3 separate regions of the Mus musculus genome follow, and regions 1 and 2 are each linked to region 3. Evidence: chromatin contacts called from public HiChIP or PLAC-seq and Micro-C data. All regions are on one chromosome and are shown on one strand. The core of a region is the stretch at or near the end of the contact, and the rest is flanking DNA. Distances in the headings are between cores, read along the strand shown. Region 1 overlaps Stx8 (syntaxin 8). Region 2 overlaps Stx8 (syntaxin 8). Region 3 holds the start of Ntn1 (netrin 1).

The links. A called contact is a pair of places that touch in the nucleus more often than the background predicts. HiChIP or PLAC-seq counts read pairs in DNA pulled down with a chosen protein or histone mark.
Region 1: a Micro-C map of embryonic fibroblasts shows a contact between it and region 3, with 2.5 times the contacts expected there. The contact joins the enhancer-like site here to the promoter of Ntn1 in region 3. A contact is called at or near these places in 11 of 39 promoter capture datasets (the C10 cell line, cranial neural crest, embryonic stem cells and 6 more), 5 of 15 datasets of contacts at CTCF or cohesin (CD8 T cells, embryonic stem cells, large pre-B cells and 1 more), 38 of 484 Hi-C or Micro-C datasets (the C2C12 cell line, the G1E-ER4 cell line, the HL-1 cell line and 13 more), 24 of 115 datasets of contacts at active chromatin or transcription factors (the NIH/3T3 cell line, bone marrow-derived macrophages, cardiomyocytes and 12 more) and 5 of 9 other capture datasets (adipose tissue, embryonic stem cells, liver and 2 more).
Region 2: a contact with region 3 is called in an H3K4me3 HiChIP or PLAC-seq map of embryonic forebrain, with 4 times the contacts expected there. The contact joins the enhancer-like site here to the promoter of Ntn1 in region 3. A contact is called at or near these places in 13 of 39 promoter capture datasets (the 3T3-L1 cell line, the HPC-7 cell line, cranial neural crest and 9 more), 1 of 15 datasets of contacts at CTCF or cohesin (the NIH/3T3 cell line), 13 of 115 datasets of contacts at active chromatin or transcription factors (craniofacial prominence, embryonic basal ganglia, embryonic forebrain and 8 more) and 2 of 9 other capture datasets (embryonic stem cells and macrophages).

Annotation. Positions count from the first base shown.
Region 1 is chr11:68,088,138-68,092,117 of GRCm38.p6, forward strand. All of the region lies in intron 6 of Stx8 (syntaxin 8), which reads left to right. Among named protein-coding and RNA genes, the nearest start is that of Stx8, 120 kb to the left of the region's middle. Within about 2 kb of position 1,899, at least 71 of the 459 cell types and tissues checked have an H3K27ac peak or open chromatin away from gene starts, as enhancers often do. A contact at or near this core is called in the C2C12 cell line, the HL-1 cell line, the NIH/3T3 cell line and 8 more, where this site is marked.
Region 2 is chr11:68,111,590-68,115,363 of GRCm38.p6, forward strand. All of the region lies in intron 7 of Stx8 (syntaxin 8), which reads left to right. Among named protein-coding and RNA genes, the nearest start is that of Mir6406, 110 kb to the right of the region's middle. Within about 2 kb of position 2,267, at least 17 of the 459 cell types and tissues checked have an H3K27ac peak or open chromatin away from gene starts, as enhancers often do. A contact at or near this core is called in embryonic forebrain, where this site is marked.
Region 3 is chr11:68,384,489-68,388,576 of GRCm38.p6, forward strand. Ntn1 (netrin 1) reads right to left here and starts at 2,338. Exons shown (of 7, transcript NM_008744.2): 1 at 2,122-2,338; 2 at 615-1,696. The coding sequence starts at 1,632.

The DNA.
Region 1 (3,980 bases), core at 649-3,148, 300 kb before region 3:
GCATGGAGAGACCAGCACTCTACTACAGATATCTACCCATAGCCCTGAGTGTCTTTATTTCACCTATGTTCTTAAAGATATTTTTCCTGAATTCAAAATTCTGTATTGCCAAGTCTTATTAGCAGGTTAAGAATGCCCATGGGGAAAAAAAAAGAATGCCCTTGCATTTCTTTCTGGCCTCTGTGATTTCTGTTGAGAAAACCACACCTGTGTATCTTTCCTTTGGCTCTCTTAAGTTTTCTTTGACTTTAGATTTCATTACTTGTTACAATTGTCTCAGTGTGGATTTCTTTTATGTTGTTTAGCTCCTGCTTAGGTTAAAATCCAAGCTTGTAGCAATTCTATAGGGATCTAACTATAAACTGATACAATGAAACTTGATCTTTAAAGACGCTATTCCATCAATTTTTAATGTCAGCTAGTGATTCTTCCTGAATTATCTGTTACATAGGGGGTTGCAAAGAATAAATCTTTGACCTTTTACAGAAGACAAAACTAGGTGCAAACAGGTGAGATTTTTTTTCTTTTTGTGTGTTTTTTGAAAGTCACAATAGGAGTTACTTTTCAGAGAGAGATAAGGAAGTAGTAATTAGGGGGAGTGGGATGGAGAGGATGATATTAGGGTTTCTCCAGCCTCCTTTCTTGGCCTAGGTAAAATGTGACTGGGATAGCCGCATCCTGATTATTAGGGTTGGGCCTGGAGCTGAGTGGCAGAACGCTTGTCCTGTGTGCTCTAGGTCCTGGGGTGCAGTCCTCAGTACTACACAGACACTAAAAAATACACACTTTGTGATAATTGACTCAACTGTGGATTGGAGTTACTTGTATTTCACAACCAATATGGAAATGTTAATTAGCTCCTAGTTTCATGGCTGTGCTGTCCCTGGATTCAAGCTCTGTGGTATCACTGACTACTGTGATTTATAGCTTCTGTTATTATATAATGACTCAACCAACTTGAGTCCCCTCCTCCCCATTCATTTCTTCATTATCTGAAAACAATATGAAGGACAGGGTGTTCATTGTATAACCCAGGCCGGCCTCAAACTGGTGGCAATCCTGCCCTTAAGTTCTTGGATTATCAGCATGAGCCACAACCCCTGACTGAAAATATTGAAAAATATTTTGGTGGGGAAATGGTATGTGTGTGGTACATAAATGTCCTTTGTAAGTGATATTACAATATTGTCTCTGACATGTTGTTCAGACATAAATGTTGTATGTTTGCAAAAAATTTAGAATATGCTTTCTAACATATAAATCTATGCATGCATATACAGACATAGAAACAGAAATATTTGTATATACACATACACCCGTGTAATTCTTTGTTATGACATACTGTTCGTTTATCATGTTTTCTGTCACTCTCTCTGCAAATGGAATCCGCAAATGGAATCTGCAAATGGAAGCTGGCCCAACAGATCCCATCCACACACGGGGAGCATTAGTGCAGCGTGAGGCAAAGTCTCTCCGCCACATAGTTCTGCTAATCGGAATGAGTTTAGCATGTGGTATTTACTGTTTGGTCTTGCCGACACTCACTTTGTGTTCTGACACGATGCTCTAGTTACTAACAAAAGCATCTGCCATGGAAAAAAAGTAGTCAGGTGATCTTGCTGGAGTTTGAAAATGTGGCAGCTCTTGGTGGTTTTAAATATATGGAAATTAAAGATGGGTAGTCAGCTAGCGACTCAGACAATTTTTTTGATGCTGCCACAGACCCCACAAACTTCACTGCAAGTGCAGCCTGGGAAGAATAAAAATCCAGGAGGGACGGAATGGCGGCTAAGAGGCACGATGGCCAAAGGCTGCCTGCCACAGCCAGAAGATGTGAGTGATTGCATCCTGTGAGGCACTAAGCACTTTAGCAAACCTGTGTAGTTTGATCCCGCTTCATGCCTTTTCTATGACCTCATTCCCTGCATTCCAGAGATGGGCGAGTAGTCTCTGACTCCGTGTGCAGTTGCCTGCGGTCTCTTTCTTTGTGAGTACACCATAGCCCCTCAAGGATGGTTTCTTTGTTTTGGATAGAGGTCCTTCCTATGTCACCCATGTGGCTCCAGCTCCTGGGCTCAAGCTGTCACCTCACTTCAGTCTCCCTAGTGGCTGGTACTGTGGTTAGTGCAGATGCAGGCTTCGAGTGGCTAGATTCTGAGTCCCCCCAGATCACAGTCATTTGTCCCCACATCTCTTTACCCCATTGTTTGCTGGTATTTCCTGGATGCTGTGTGATAGATCGTGTCCTTCCTTTATTGGGGAGTTTCCTCCCTTGCTGCTGTCCTAATGCTTGCAGAATTGTATCTGTATTCTGAATGTTAGGAACCGCAGGCGCAATCTCTGCAGATGATAAACACTGTCCACGACGGATACCTAATGCTTACATTTTGGTTGTTCCTACAGGAAGACTCAGTGTTTACCACATCAGAGAAAAGTCCTCTTTCTTTTACTTGATGGTTATCTCATCTGTCTTCCCAGCTCTTTATCCCCCACCTCTCAGTTTTATTTGCTAACATGTTTCGTCCTTTTTATGCCCTTTTCTGTCTTCTGGGGCATATTTCCTAAAGCTCGCCCCTAGTGTACAGTAACTGCCTTCCTTGTTTCTTTAACAGTCAGGGTTCTGTCTTAGTGTTGTCAAGGGTGTGACATTGTTGCCTTTTGGTAGGTCTGAGCTTGTGACACTGACTTAGTGTCTAATGGCTTCGTCTTGGGAGTATTCCTTGGATGTTCCTTTATTTGAGCTCTTTCTTGCACCTCTTGGCTCTTTGTACACAGAGCTCCCTGTCCATTTGTTTGGCAGTTGGGAAGGGTCTTAGCACAGGCCTCTGTTGCACATTTCAGACCCAGATGAAAGGCTCTGGTTTGAGGTGCGGAGAAAACATGACAGGGGTCCTTGCTTTCTGCCTAACCTGCCCCTGCTCACTGCCTCCCCTCGCCCCACCATGTGTAAGGTGTGAACAGGCAAGGGGACATCCCCATGGAGTGGCTTCCAGAGTGGTGGCTTCCAGAAGCACTGCAGGAGTTCCTACCAGGTGCCCTGCAATAGGAAACCCATAGGTAGGAATTTAAACTAATAACTTTAGAATTTTTATTTATTTAAATGTGTGTATGGGTGTTTCACTATACATACAAACACACACACACACACACACACGTATGTGCACCACATGCACACCTGGTGCCCATGGAGGTCTAAAGAAAGCATCAGATACCCTGGGCATAGAATTACAGGCAGTTAGGAGCCTCCATGCTAAAAATTAAACTTGGGTCCTCTAGAAGAGCAACAAAGGTGGTTGATCACTGAGCCATCTCTCCAGCCCCTGAACTAGTAGCTTTAAGAAAAGTTCTTGCCAGGCAGTGGTGGCGCATGCCTTTAATCCCAGCACTTGGGAGGCAGAGGCAGGTGGATTTCTGAGTTCGAGGCCAGCCTGGTCTACAAAGTGAGTTCCGGGACAGCCAGGGCTACACAGAGAAACCCTGTCTCAAAAAAAAAAAAAAAGAAAAGAAAGAAAAGTTCTTTGCTCACTATTAAAAAAAAAAAAAAAAAGGCTTTAAGTATTATTAGTAATAGTAAAGTCATAATGATTTTACAGCTCCAGAGTCCATTATGACACAAAAAAAACCATAAAATTCACCTAAAAATATATAGTATATGTACTGCCTTTATGTAGGATCTATTGACATTAAAATAGGAAATTTTATGAGAATAGAAAACTTATGAACTCTAGAGTCCACTAGTTGACAGCACCCAGTATTTCTCACGGCTTTCCCTTGCCTCCCTTGCCAGTGTACTGCCTTTACGTGGTGGGCTTTTGTCTTCTGATGCAAAAGCACTTGGTGTCACAAATCAACATGTGATAGAAATGGAAGGGGCTTCTTGGAACCAAATGCAAATACTTCCCAGGAGGTATTTCTCTTTGGAGGCTCAACTGTCATGAATCTAGAATAATCAGCTGGTTGTTTCCCAGCCTGTATTCCAA
Region 2 (3,774 bases), core at 1,017-3,516, 270 kb before region 3:
TCACTGTACATGTGACTACAAGCAGTGAGAAATAGCCGAGCCACTTCCTATGTCTTGTAATTAACTCCACCAGACAAGTTATTCTAATCTAGAGCCGGCAGCTCCAAACCCTTCTGCATTCTTATCCCAAACCAGTCCTCAAACCTGGGAACCACTTGGTCCGGCTGCCCACAGCCACAGCCCTCAGCACCCCTCAACACCAGCCTTCTGTTTTTTCTCCTCTCCTCACCGCCATGGTCACACCTGACAAGAAGCAGCTTAGAGGAGCAAAGGTTTCCTTCAGCTCATGGCTGTGGGAACAGTCCGTGGTCGGGTGAGGGAAAGGGCCATGGTGGGAGCAGGTCATCGTTTGGTGGCAGGAACATGAGGTTATTCATCCATATCTGGACAGAGCAGGAGGCAGAAAAAGGGAACACTGTCCTCTTTTTATCTTTTTTTTTCTTTTCCTTCTTTCTCTCCAAACTCGCTGAGTGCCAGTGTCCACCTCTGCTTACTCAACCACTGATGGAGAATGGGACGGAGCCAGTCCCGTAGCCATGCCTTCCTCATGTAGGCAGTAGCTCCTGAAATGTGAGCCAGATAAACCTCTCCCTCCTGTAGTTGCAGTTGTCAGGTATTTAGTCACAGCAGAGAGAAAGTAACTCAGAAGCCCCCCCACCCACCCACCCAGGAGAGTGCATTTGTCCTAGGCGATGACACAGCGTACATGAAGACCACAAATGAGCAGGAACCGGCAGTGGACCGTGGAATCAATCTGCATAGACCTGTAGTATTGGAATGATCAGATGTGAAATAAAAAAAGATGGCTTTAAATTTTTGTTTTACAGTGTGTGTGTGTGTGTGTGTGTGTGTGTGTGTGTGTGTAAGGGTAGGTGCCTTTGCCACAATGCATGTGTGGAAGTCAGAGGACAGCAACCTGTGCAAGTAGGTTCTCTACCTCAACCAGCTGTGTAGGTCCTAAGAATTGAACTCAGGTCATAAGGCTTGGCAGCGGGCACCTTTACCTACTGAGCCCTCTCACTGGCCCTCAATTTTGTACTTTAAAGCTGTTTACTTACTTTTATTTTATATGTATGAGTCTTGCCTGTATGTGTGTGTGTATATATACCATACATATGCCTGGTGCCCATGAAGGCCAGGAGAAGGCCTCAGATCCACTGGGATTGGAATTGTAGATGGTTGTAAGCCATCATATGGATGCTAGGAACCAAACCCTGGTCCTCTGCAAGAGCAGCCAGTGCACTTAACAACTGAGCCATCTCTCCAGCCTCTCAGTTTTGCTTTTTAATTAAAAGACTTGAAAGGATCTAGCTGGGCGGTGGTGGCACATGCCTTTAATTCCAGCACTTGGAAGGCAGAGGCAAGCGGATTTCTGAGTTCAAGACCAGCTTGGTCTACAGAGTGAGTTTCAGGACAGCCAGGGCTACACAGAGAAACCCTGTCTTGAAAAACAAAAACAAAAACAACAAAAAAATCTAAACAGAACATAAAACTATAAAAATGTTGTTTGTTTTTTGAGATAGGGTTTCTCTGTGTAGCCTCGGCTGTCCTGGAACTCACTCTGTAGACCAGGCTGGCCTCGAACTCAGAAATCCGCCTGCCCCTGCCTCTCAAGTGCTGGGATCAAAGGTGTGCGCCACCACTGCCCGGCTAAAAATGTAACATCAGTTATTTGAAAAGGTGTCAAATAGAACTTCTGTAAATTAAAAATAAATGAAACTAAAAATTAAATGTTCATGTTTGGTACCAGCAAAAGAGAATCAACCAGAGAACAAATCAGGAGAAGCAAGCAAACCCAAACAAATCCTATTTTCATAAGTGCTAGTATGGAATGCTGTGGAAATTAATATTCAGCCTTCGGAACAGTGGCATCTGAGGGGCAAAGAGATGGTCCAAAAGCCTCAGGAACAGCTCCTCTCAAAGGCAGGGCTGGCTTCCCATGTGGGTCCGAGCACTCCCACAAGATATGCAGGGCTTGAGAATTCATCTGTTCCGCTCACCCAAGTGTCACTTGATTGCAGTTCACGTGGCACTCTCAGGCTGTGTAACTAGGAAGCGGTGAACAAGGTGTGGAGAGCAGCCGGCCAATCGTCCTTTTCCTCAAAGGAGGGCAAAACGAGGTTGTAAACCATGAAATGGCTTTTTGTTTCCCCTGGCGTGTACACATCTCTCATTCCAGCCTGGCATATCAGTCATAGATGCTTGAGCAGGGAGCGAAATTCTACTTATAAATACAAACCAGATCACAAGGGGCCACACAGGAGAAGGGCCCGGTGATGAATTTGTTTGTTAACAAAGGGTCCAAGCACTTCTTTGTGGTCCTTTCAGTGCAGAGCCTGTGCTTGAAAATTTTTACCAAGATCTTTGTGGGTTTTTCTCCCTTTTCCTTTCCCAGCTCCCACCCCACCCCCACCCCCTGTGATAACATGGAGTAGAAAACAATGCTGTTTTTCCCCCCTAGATTGTAAAGGCAAATTAGACTGATAGCTTCCCCTGGCTCCTCGATATATTTTCAGATCTGTTTCTTGTATCAGAGACATTTACATAAAAGTGGGATCTTTGTAATTGCAGTTTAAATATTCAGTGTGGCTGATCCTCATTAGATTTCAAAATAGAACCCTGTCTGAGTCTGAGGAGAGAGCCAATTGTGAAAGGGCAGACGAGGAGTTCCCAGTGACTGGAGCCTCACTTCTCTGCCTGTTGTCCATCACGTAATGTTGTCTACGGACACCCGTTGTGATGTTAGCATTCCTGGGTTGCTGCAGTTGAAAATCAGCCCTGCTGACCTTGCGCAGACACTGTCCCTACCTGGGACCACTGCATCTACCTGCAGCTCCCCCTGGAGGTGCAGCGGGATCATGGGTACAAAGCAGTGTAGTCCAGCATGGGTGACCCCCACCTGCAGCCTGGGTGCACAGGAGAGTTGCTTGCCCCTCTCTCTGTATCTCTCTTTCATGCTCTGTTTTTTGTTGTTTTTTTTTTTTTTTTAAATGGAGCTAGCAAAGGCAATGAGCATCCATTACTACACTTTAGACTGTGAAGTGCCTCAAACTCCAAACCTTCCAGACTGCAGACATGATGGCACCAGTGGAAAATCTCATCCCTGGCCTCAGGTGATAAGTTGGTGTCAAAATGCAGTCGTACCCAAACAGTTGTGCCACATTACCTCAGGCTGTGTGCACACAGTGTAGATGGACCAAGTGGATTTTGTGTTTAGACTTGCTTCCTTTCCTCACAAGATCTCATTATGTTTATGCAAATTATTTTAAAATACAAAAACATAGCAAAAATCTGAAACACTCTTGGTCCCAAGCAGCTTGGATAAGGGGTGGGATGTTCAGGCCACATTAATATGTCTGGTTATTCTGGTGATAAAACAAAGATAGCACCTGCCACAGTGGTCAGTACTAGTTAGTTCTCGGGATCAGCTATGTTAACCTGTTGAAATAAGTTGATTGGTGACATAGGTAAGACTTGGATATATATATATAATGTGTGTGTGTATTGGTTTTTCGAGACAGGGTTTCTCTGTATAGCCCTGGCTATCCTGGAACTCACTTTATAGACCAGGCTAGCCTCGAGCTCAGAAATCCACCTGCCTCTGCCTCCCGAGTGCTGGGATTAAAGGCGTGCACCACCACACTCGGCCACATATATTTTTAAGCCAGCACAGAAACGCCTTTAAGAAGAACAAATTAGCCAGGCAGTGGTGGCTCACACCTTTAAGCTACTTGGGAGGCAGAGGCAGGTGGATTTCTGAGTTCAAGGCCAGCC
Region 3 (4,088 bases), core at 1,088-3,587:
ACGGGGGGGGGGGAGGAGAGAAAAAAAATCAAACCATAAAAAGAGAATTGGAGGGTGCACGAGTGACATTTGCTTGGTACCCAACTGGTTCCAAGCTGCAAGGAGCTCTCTGCCTTCTCCCAAGGGATTCCTGGTTGTGGCTCTGGAACGTCCCCGGTCCCCAACCGCGCGCCCAGCTGCAGCCTTAGGAAAGGGGGATGGGGCGGAGGTGAACCCCAGGCACTAAGCAAACTGCGAGGAAGGCAGTGAATGTGTTTCCGTTTGGATCTGGGATTAGAAAGACCTGTCGGCAAATTTTCTCCAAACCACTCCCTCCACCCCCTGACCTCCCGGGCCACTTCTCCAGCCGCCTCTTGGTTTCGAAGTGGGTGAAAGGATGCAACACCGGGTGTCGGCAGAGCGGGCAGATGGCTCTGATCTCACCCCTCCCAGGTCCCATACGTCTCGGAACGCACGTCCCGAAGCAACTGTAAGGTCTCCGAAACCCACTATCCCGCGATGCTCGGACTCCTGGCTCCGTCGCTCGGGAGAACCCGCCGCTGCAAGGTCCAGGAGCTCCCCCCGCCCCACCGCGTCTCCACCCACCGCCCGCGGCGCCACGGCGCCCCACTCACCCACGCACTCGTTGGCCTCGCGGGCCGTGGCGCGCTGCCAGGGCCGGTCGTAGTGGAAGGGCTTGCAACGGTCGCATTCAGGGCCGGCCGTGTTGTGCCTACAGTCACACACCAGACTGTCGTCTCGGTCGCGCACGCAACGCGCCGCGTGGCCGTTGCACTTGCAGCGGCCGCCAACCTGCAGGTCAGACACTGCATAGTAATAGGAGTCGCGCGCCAGCTCCGAGTCGTCTTCGTTCTCGTCGCCGAACGTGTGCAGGCGGCTGAAAGCCACGCGGATGTCGGTGGCCGTGACCCAGTCCTGCAGCACCGGCGAGTTGTCGAAGTCGTGCGCCGAGGGCCGCCCGTCCAGCGTGCTGAAAGCGATCAGCCCGCCAGAGAGCGGGCGCATGTCGGTGTGCGAGTCGGTGCACACGGCCTCCTGCTCGTTCTGTTTGGTGATAGGCGCGCGGTGCGGCCGGTTGTACATTTTGCGGCACTGCGTGGAATAGAACTGGAAGGGCACCCACGTGCGCCCGTAGTCCATGGACTTGTAGATGGCCATGGACTCTGGCCGCGGCGAGCAGAATTGCAGGCTCACATAGGTCACCTCAAACTTCTTGCCGAGCGACAGAGTGAGCGTCACGTTGTGCGGGAACTGCAGGTAGTTCTCGGACTGCCAGCACGTCAGGTTGTGCGGGTTATTGAGGTCGGTGAGGAAGGCGGGCGGGTGCGCTTTCTTGGGATCCGAAGAGTTGCAGAGGTGACAGGAGCGCAGCCGCTCTTCACCACGCTCGCTCACCACGCAGTAGCGCGCCGGGGGCCGGCCGCAGGTGCTGGACACGCGCACGTCCTTGCCGAAGGCCGCGTTGACAAAGTCCGGGATGCAGCGGCGCGGGTGTCCATTCTCATCCGAGCAAGGATCAGGCTGCGCCGCCTGGCCGGCGAACATGCTAAGCCCGGGCCCGCCGCGCACCGCGCCCACCAGGCACGCCACCGCCGCCAGCGCCGCCAGCGCCTCCCACACAGCGCGCATCATGCTGTGGCCAGCTTGCCCCGGCCCCGCCGCGCCAAGGAGTCGGTTCGCCCGCCGCACCAGGCGCCTGCGGAGAGAGGGGAGCCGCGCTCAGCCAGCCAGCAGCCAGCCCGCCCCGCGCCCAACAGCCCTCGGTGGAGTGGCGGGCAAGTGCCCCGCTCCCCGGGGTACCAACCCCGAGACTGCCCACTTCCCTCCCCCAAAGTCCGGGGGACCCCGAGCGCAGGGGCTTCCAAACCTGAACCGCCCGCGCCCCTTCCTCCCGGCTTCCCCAGCCTCCCGGCCAACCGAAGAGCAAGCCCGCGCCCATCTGCCCATCCGCAGCTATGCCCATTCTCCTTGCTCCCTTAAGCCTCAGGCGCAGCAGGGCTCCAGATCCCCCAACCACGCACGGGCTCAGCGTCCTTTTCTCTTGCCACCTGGGGTCCTTCCTTTATAAATGCCCCCTCCCCAATCGCGTCCCCGCTGGGGATTCCGCGTAGGAGACTTTACCTCTAAGTGATGGCAAAAGAGAAAGAAAAGTTTGCCTGGCCCAAGCCGGGGAGCCCGCGCGCCGGACTGCAGAGAGCCTCTCGCTGGCGGCTAGCAAGAGCGTCCTGTCTCAACGCGGGCTTGCCAGCTCCATGCCCGGCGCGGCCGCCGCTGCCCCAGCCCCGGCCCCGGCCGCCACCGCCGCCGCCTCTTCCTCCCGAGTGACGACGCGGCCGCCGACTCCCGCCGCGGTCCGAGTGCTGCCCTGCCCGCCCGGGGCGCACACACACACACACACTCACGCTCGCTGGCGCGCACTCACACACGCACGCACGCCCCCGAAGGCTCTGCCGCCGCCCGCCGCTGCCGCTGCCGCTGCCGCCGCCGCCACCACTCGCGCTAGGAGTGGGGGGCGGAGGGGAGCGCGGAGGCGGGGCCGCCGGGCGGGGCGCCGGCCAGTAACGTCGGCAAGCAGCCGCCCGCTCACGAGCAAAGTTTTAACCCCGGGAAGAAGAAAGTTAAAGCCAACGGGCCCGGGATGCTCCAGAGGGCGAGAGCGAGCGGGTGGGAACCTGGGAGCCGGAGAAAGAACAGCAGAGACAAAGAGAAAGCAAGAGGAGCGCCCGGGGAAACCCCGGAGAGGGGGCAGGGCCGGCGCGCACCCTGTGGGGGTGGGGTGGGGGCGAGAACGGCTTTCTCCCTCCCGGTCCCAGCCAAACACATCTGTGTTTGTTTTCTTTTCTTCGCAGAGGTCCAGCCTTCCTCCAACCCAGACTGGTGGCCCCGGTGGCACTACGCTCAGGGCCTTGCCCCTATGGGCACTCGGCCCCAGAGGCGTGAGGAAGGGGAACTGGAAAGGGATGTGAACTTTCTGCCCCTAGGCTCTAGGGGATGGGGTGGGGGGCAACAAGAGGCAGCGCCTAAACCTCACAGAGTTGTCACTGCCAATTTTCTTTTAGGCCTGGAAGCTGTGGTGATTCGAGGCTAAAGGCCAAGAAGCTCGGACGCACCTGGATAGTGGCCTACTCAGGTCTATCCTGAACTTCAGAGATGGGGCCAGTTCAGTTCTCCCAGGGTCCCCTGAAGCTGACTTGGCAGCTCCTAGATCCTTTTTTTTTTTTAATATCCCTAGGGAGATTCCCACAATAGCTTTGCATAGTACCAATTGACTCTACTCTTCAACTAAGGGTGTGGAGGCTTCAGAGGCTAGGGATAACTTTCCCAAATTTCTGGCTACTTATATGTGTGTGTGTGTGTGTGTGTGTGTGTGTGTGTGTGTGTGTGTGTATGTATGTGTGTGTATATATATATAATTTGGATACAGTAATCTGGGCTCCTGGCCTGAGGCAGTGGTGTTCTCCTGTGGGTGGTGTGCTTTTGCCACTTCAGCTACTCTGGAGGCCGAAGGCTTGAGAGCTATCTTAAGCCCAGGAGTTCAAGGCCAGCATGGGGAACATACCCCATCTCAAAGAAACATGAGCTCTCTCACCACGTTTGTCTAATGGATAACCTCGCGCAATTACAGTCTCCTGGGGTGTCCTCGGGCCACCCAGCCTCTGGCCTGGTTCTCTGTTGCCTTAACAAAAGGACTGTGAACAAGAATGGTAACCTTTGGCTGTCTTGCAGCTACAGCCAGAGTTCAGAGGTGAGAATCTATCCAGCTGCGAGCTTGAAACTAGTTACTGTTAAGTTTCTTTCTCATTTAGAATGTGATTCAATAACAGACTCAGACAGAAAAACTCCACTCCTGATTCTGGCCCAAGGGCTTCCTTGCTTCAGCCCGCCTCATTCTGTTCCTTCCACTTTCATAGACTCTGAGAACCTAAGAAAGGGCCTCGGGGATGGGCTGGCCCAGCTTGTTCTCCTTGGACGAAGGCCCTTCTTCCTGGTCTTCCTGAGAGCTGGCCACCCAAGCCAGCTCTTCCAGGGAGGCAGGCCAGCTACAGCCCAAGGAAATAAATCCATGTCATTGCGGGGACAGTCTGGAC